2 separate regions of the Triticum aestivum genome follow, and region 2 is linked to region 1. The links are chromatin contacts, called in public Hi-C maps. All regions are on one chromosome and are shown on one strand. The core of a region is the stretch at or near the end of the contact, and the rest is flanking DNA. Distances in the headings are between cores, read along the strand shown. Region 1 holds the start of LOC100192161 (isopentenyl-diphosphate Delta-isomerase I). Region 2 holds the start of LOC123188366 (chitin-inducible gibberellin-responsive protein 1).

Region 1 (2,828 bases), core at 127-2,626:
ACCCAAGCGCTCTACCCTCAGGAAGGAAAAAATATTCATCCAAGTGCTTAAAAATAAAAAGAAACTTGCAAATTGGGTCCTTCATATAATTATCAGTTTCATATAATGCAATATGAAAGGGGGCGGGGGGATGTGAGCTCCTTATTGAAAAAAACAGAGTGAGGCTTTTATAAGCATGGGTACCTACACCTGTTAACTCTTTGGATATTTATATGGTGCACAAAAAAAATCCAAATTTTTTTCCTGAACATGTGGTACTGAATCGATTTCACATATAAAATTTCAGGGCCATATTCTTGAGCGTTTGGAGAAACAAAACGAGTAAGTTCGAGAAAAGAAAAATTGTGGCACATGTTCTTTTTATGTGTCCCACATACCATTGATTTTCATTCCGATTTTTGGTGTGTAACATTGTATACTGCAGCCACAATTTTTTGAGATTTTGTATAGAAATACACCACAACCTCACTAATTCGTAAGGAAATTTATCCTTGATGCACGGTCGCCTACGCGCAATCTCCTGTTCCCAGTCAAATTTGTACTGCTCGTAATCTGAGCGTTTTTGTACGGCCTCCAGGCTATGGAACTTGTAAAACACCACCTCAGATCACGTTTAGCACATTCAAAACATGGACGATTTTTGCAAAGAACTAGGTGCTTGCTTGTCGTCTGAAACAAGCAGGCAGTCTTAGTAGCTGTTTCTTCCTGATACGATATGTACTTCGTAGCCAAACGCAGAGGCTGCACTACAGTGCCCTCGTCGCATGGCAATGGCATGTCCGGATTTTCTGGTGCAGCGGTCTTCCGCACCATATATATAGACGAGATCGATGCCTCGTACCTCCCCGACACACAAGACAACCGCACCCTCCCGTGATGATCCAAGTCATCACACCAGGACGGCAAGACGAGTACAGGACCCAATGTTCAAAATTAAATCCCGCACCCTCCCGTCCTGATCCCCGACGAGATCCAACGAAGCAGCCAAACATACGAGAGGGAAAGCTCAAAACCCAGACGTGAAACCCAGCCGACAAATCCAGATGCGCGCATCTCGGCACAACTCCGACGAGATATTCGAACTTAACAAACAACGAGAGGCGGGGGGAGAGAGAGGGAGAAAGGGTAGGACAGGGACAGGCTGCGGGCGCTCACTCGTCGTCGAACATGAGGCGCCTCTGGACCTCGTCCATCCCGGCGTCGTCGCCCGTGCCGGCCATGTCTCGCGGCGGAGGAGTCCGGGCAGGCGGCCGGCGACGCGAGAGCTCTGCGGCCGTGGGCAGTGCGTATGCGCTGCGCAGGGGTGGGGGAGAGGACAGGTGTGGACTGAGGCGGGGGGCTGCTAAATAACGGGGAGGGGGGCCGGCGGCGCGGCGTTGTGGGCCCGGTGTGTCAGCGAATATATCCACGCGAGCAAGCGGGGATTCCCTGCGGTCCGGACTGCTGCGAGGCTCCGGCGCTCGCGAGGGGGGCGTTTCCGTATCCGCTTCGGTCGCTGAGCGATGGGCCCCGGGCTCCATTTCTATGTATGGGTCTGTTCTTTGACTGCTCTGCCGGTCAGAAGCGTGGTGTCGAGTTGGACTTGGATCGGATCGGTTTAAATCGAGAGGAGCGACATGCCATACGAGGGACCATACCAAATAAGTTCAAAGGCAACTTTAAACAATGACATTATTTTACGTTAATCATACTTGCGTGCACGTTCAGTGCAAAGCCTTGCCCACGCGACGGGCTTTGCAGCCTTCAGATGTGAGATGGCCCTTGAGGCCATGTGATGGGTGCATGCGATGATGATGTGATGTAAGCATGGCCAATGTGCCACCGGCAGCGGATGTTGCGGAGTATGGCATCCCTTATTTTAAGGTGTATATGACCATCGATTTCAGTTGAGTTTGTATGGCTAATCTCTACCATCCATTTCCCTTCGGCCAACCTCTCCATATACATTCACTCTTCCTTTCTTCCGTTTCATTTTTTCTTCACCATTTTTGTTTTTTCTTCCACCGGTTTTCCTTAAAATAGACTCACATTTTATTAACTTACCAAACTAAACTAATATTTTGTTTGGTAAGTCAATGAATTCTTACCAAATAAGTGCTTAACAGTAATATGACAGATAAATCATGATGATTCCATACAAAAATCTGCTAAGATTTTAGCGCATCAACGTAATAATAGACATGCAGTCACAGACTAATATATTAAAATGATTATACTCTGTTGCAACACAGACAATTATCTAGTATAAGATGAAACATGCTGTGGACGGATGTCTTCTCTTTTTTGCAGGAATATATTCTTCCGCGGTAAAATTCATGTTTTTTTTAGTTGCCATGTTTTCTTATTTGCTTGGAATTGAAGGGCAGAAAATGGCCATCTAACATCTTTGTTGGACCGCGCGGCAGGCATGGTGAGCAATCTTCAAATCATTCAAATAAAAAACAAGTTTGTTGGTAGGCTGACTATTCTTCGCACACAAATTGCATTTCTTCCGTATCAACGAAAAAAGATTAGATTATCCCTAACTTTGTGTTGGCAAAGCAATATGTAGCGTACAACCACACATACATGTGATTATTCCCTAACAAACATATACGAGTCAAAAATCAAAACCCACACACAACTAAGGCCACAATTTGTGATCACTCATGAGATCGATTTTTCCAACGATGGTTGAGTGTCAGTCTTTCGCTAGTCTTTATGTCACGAGTCATCTCTTTGCTTGTCCATTTACTCCACCTCATTTGCCTCACATGAGTTGTCGAGTAGTGCCGCCTCCGCGGCACATCATCCTTGCTCATAGCGTCACGTTACCTCCACTAGCACCC
Region 2 (2,930 bases), core at 192-2,691, 380 kb after region 1:
TGCAACCTCGAGCATTCTCTAGTTTGTTTATAAGAGAACTGTCGCACTGTTTGGTCACAGATCCTTCAGTGAATGCACGACTAAGACCAATGTTCAGCGGACCCTAAGATTCTCTAGTTGGTTGAAGACGATTGACCAGCCTTGTTGGTTTGACTATTTGTCCGTAGCTCTTGCTATGAATTCCGAAGAAGGAACCTCCCCCACTCGCAACAAGAAGTTTGACCACTCAGACCGTGTGGAACCAGCAGCACCTTTCATCACTCACACAAGAAGCCAATTTGTGTACCGTCTGCAGTGAGCGAAGGTCTGAAACTACTGGGATCCTGGACGTTGGTTGAACATGCTAAAATCATAGTATTAAGTTAGTGACGCGCTCAAAAAACCAACCTCGATTTGTTCATCTATGGGGGCACTCTGCCTAGTAAGGGAGTTCTTTTTCCACGAATTGTCTTCAGGAAAGGCAAGTCCAGTTGACTCATCAAGCGAAACATAAGATTTTTTTTCCCGAGTTGTATATGTCCCAATCAAGGAAGCAGATGGATCCTGTGGTTCCTCCCAAGGAAAATTAGTTTAGACTACTTGGAGCTACCGCATCAATCTACTGTATGTCTGCCTCCATGTTTCGAAGAACCAGAGGCAGCGATGGTTCCATTTCTAACATGAGGATCACTAATTTGGCCACGAAATTAACTCACTCTGGGATAATAAATTCAGGGCACAAGTGCAGCCAAGTAACACAAGTACATCTGGCACGGATGAGTGTCCATCAGACGAACCATAAGTAGGCCATGCCCAGCTAGACCTAGGAGCCAGCCAGTATAAAATTAGCAACAAAATGCAACAGTACCCTCCAGAGCGGAAGCTGAGAAGGATCAACTCCTTCGTCCCCAAAATGGAGGTCATCCGTGGAAGCCAAAAGCGAAATGCTCTCAGGTGAGACCTTCAGCAGGTCGAATTGGCTCGAACCAACACAAATCCCCAACTGATTCGTCAGCTAGACACCACCCGCCCCAACCAAAACCCGCCTAAGAGCCCATCTCATCGCCGAACGAGAGCCAGGCACCCGCCTGAACCCGCCCAGGATCCACCTTCACCCTCCCAAACTATGGAATCAACCCCAAAATAACCAAGCAAAAAAACACCCCAAAAAAGCACAGCAATTCAGCGACTTCCTGCAAAAATCAGTAGCACAACAGGCACGGAACCCGACGAAGTACGAGGAGGGGAGCTCTCACCTCCTCCGATCTGCACGGCCGGCCCGGCGCCCCGATCCAGCTCCAGCAATCTCCCTACCTCTCTCTCGCTTTTCTTCTCTCTCTCTCTCTCTCTCTCTTCTGGTTCTCGTGTCCTAGTCCCTTCTCTCTTTGCGCCCCCTCCCTCTTTTCGTGTGCGCGATAATTAATATCTGCTTCCTCACACAAGAGAGAAGGAGAAATAAATAAATCCCAAAGTGCCACGGCATTATATACCCTACCCGCGGCTCCGAGCAGACGGCGACCGTGCCTGACGCCGTCACGGCCACGTCTTCCCGGTCAGCGCTCCCGCGTCGTGATGCCGTGGCCCCCGCGCCCATCACGCCGTTAAGGACGGAGGCATAGGCTCCGTCGGATGAGGATCGGGCGGCCGCGCGGCTCGACGCGCGGTCACGTGCGGCGCGCGGCGAGCAGCCACGACACGCGTGACGCTGGCAGCACGGACACGCGGTCGCGCGTTTGACCTGACGCGCATGGAGGTTTGAACGGCCCGCGGTCGTTCGATCGCGATCCGAGGGCTGCCCACCGTGTGGCCCGGGGGCTTCGGCGGTTCGCGGATGGATGCTTGCTTGGCCCGCCCGTCCGTCCGATGAGACGGGGCTGGCTGCGAGAGATAAGATGGTGACGCGTGTCCCGTGCGTTGGCGCGGGGACCACCGCGAGGAAGACGACGGAGGAGGGTGACGAGGGATGCGCTCGCTTTTGCCTCGGTGGTTTCCATTTCGATGGGAGAATGTGATGCCTCTTTTTCCTCCGGTGCAAGAAATGCCATTGGCCTGTTGCCCACTTTTCACTTTCTTTTCTCAATATTTTTTCATCACTTTACAAACTTCAACGCAAATAAAATTAGTAAAAAATAATTCTGATGGAATCGTGTTCGGTTTGTACTGGATTTTATGCACTGTGCCCTCCAAAATGGCTACGGAGATGTGACATGTAGTTCAAACGCACCCAAAAAAATAACTAATTATCTGAAAGAAAAAGAACTAGCAAACCAAGAACCACATGTTGTAAGTAGAACAGATTGCCAACAAAAGTGAGCCCCAGGTCTGAACAAAGCAAGAACGTAGGCTGGCTTCTAGAAGGACGCTGGGCACGATGCAAATTTGCTCCGACTACCCGCGTTCGTTCTTAAACTTTAAGGAAGGAAGGAAGGAACAGCTGTGAATGGGCCGCACCCCATGAACTCCCCTGGGGCCCGTCGTCGTCCTCTTGGAACCTAGTGGGCTTATTCTAGTGGATGACCAGGCCACTGACGTACCCCCTGATGCGGATTCGATGTACAAACGATGGGTGCTCCGTGCTCTGGAAACCTTCTACGATCTCCTTTGTAAGAGTAAATTATTTTTGGCAGCGGCATGAGCTAAGCTGCCACCAAAAACACGAATCAACTTTTCTTTTGCAGATAATGCTGAGAGAGAGAGAGAGAGAGAGAGAGAGAGAGAAGTGCACTTTGGCTTTGTGAAGTGGTGTCACACCAAGGCTAAACTAACTGTGCAGTGATTATAATACAAGCCACTAGCACCAGAATATGTCTGTAAACAAACTAGGACCAGAATATGGTTATTGCAAATATAACGCTTTCTCTTTACGGAGAAGAAGAGATTAATCACGAAAGTACCTTTCTACACCCAGGAGCAAATGCTCCTGATGTGAACAATAAATAGAAAAAGAATAA

What was found. Hi-C and Micro-C count contacts between places; a contact is called where the count stands out from the background.
Region 2: a Hi-C map of leaf shows a contact between it and region 1, with 10 times the contacts expected there. The contact joins the promoter of LOC123188366 here to the promoter of LOC100192161 in region 1. A contact is called at or near these places in 2 of 5 Hi-C or Micro-C datasets (both in leaf).

Annotation. Positions count from the first base shown.
Region 1 is chr2A:204,339,449-204,342,276 of IWGSC CS RefSeq v2.1, forward strand. It overlaps LOC100192161 (isopentenyl-diphosphate Delta-isomerase I), which reads right to left and starts at 1,377. Exons shown (of 6, transcript XM_044600445.1): 1 at 1,156-1,377. The coding sequence starts at 1,220.
Region 2 is chr2A:204,721,355-204,724,284 of IWGSC CS RefSeq v2.1, forward strand. It overlaps LOC123188366 (chitin-inducible gibberellin-responsive protein 1), which reads right to left and starts at 1,442. Exons shown (of 2, transcript XM_044600450.1): 1 at 1,236-1,442.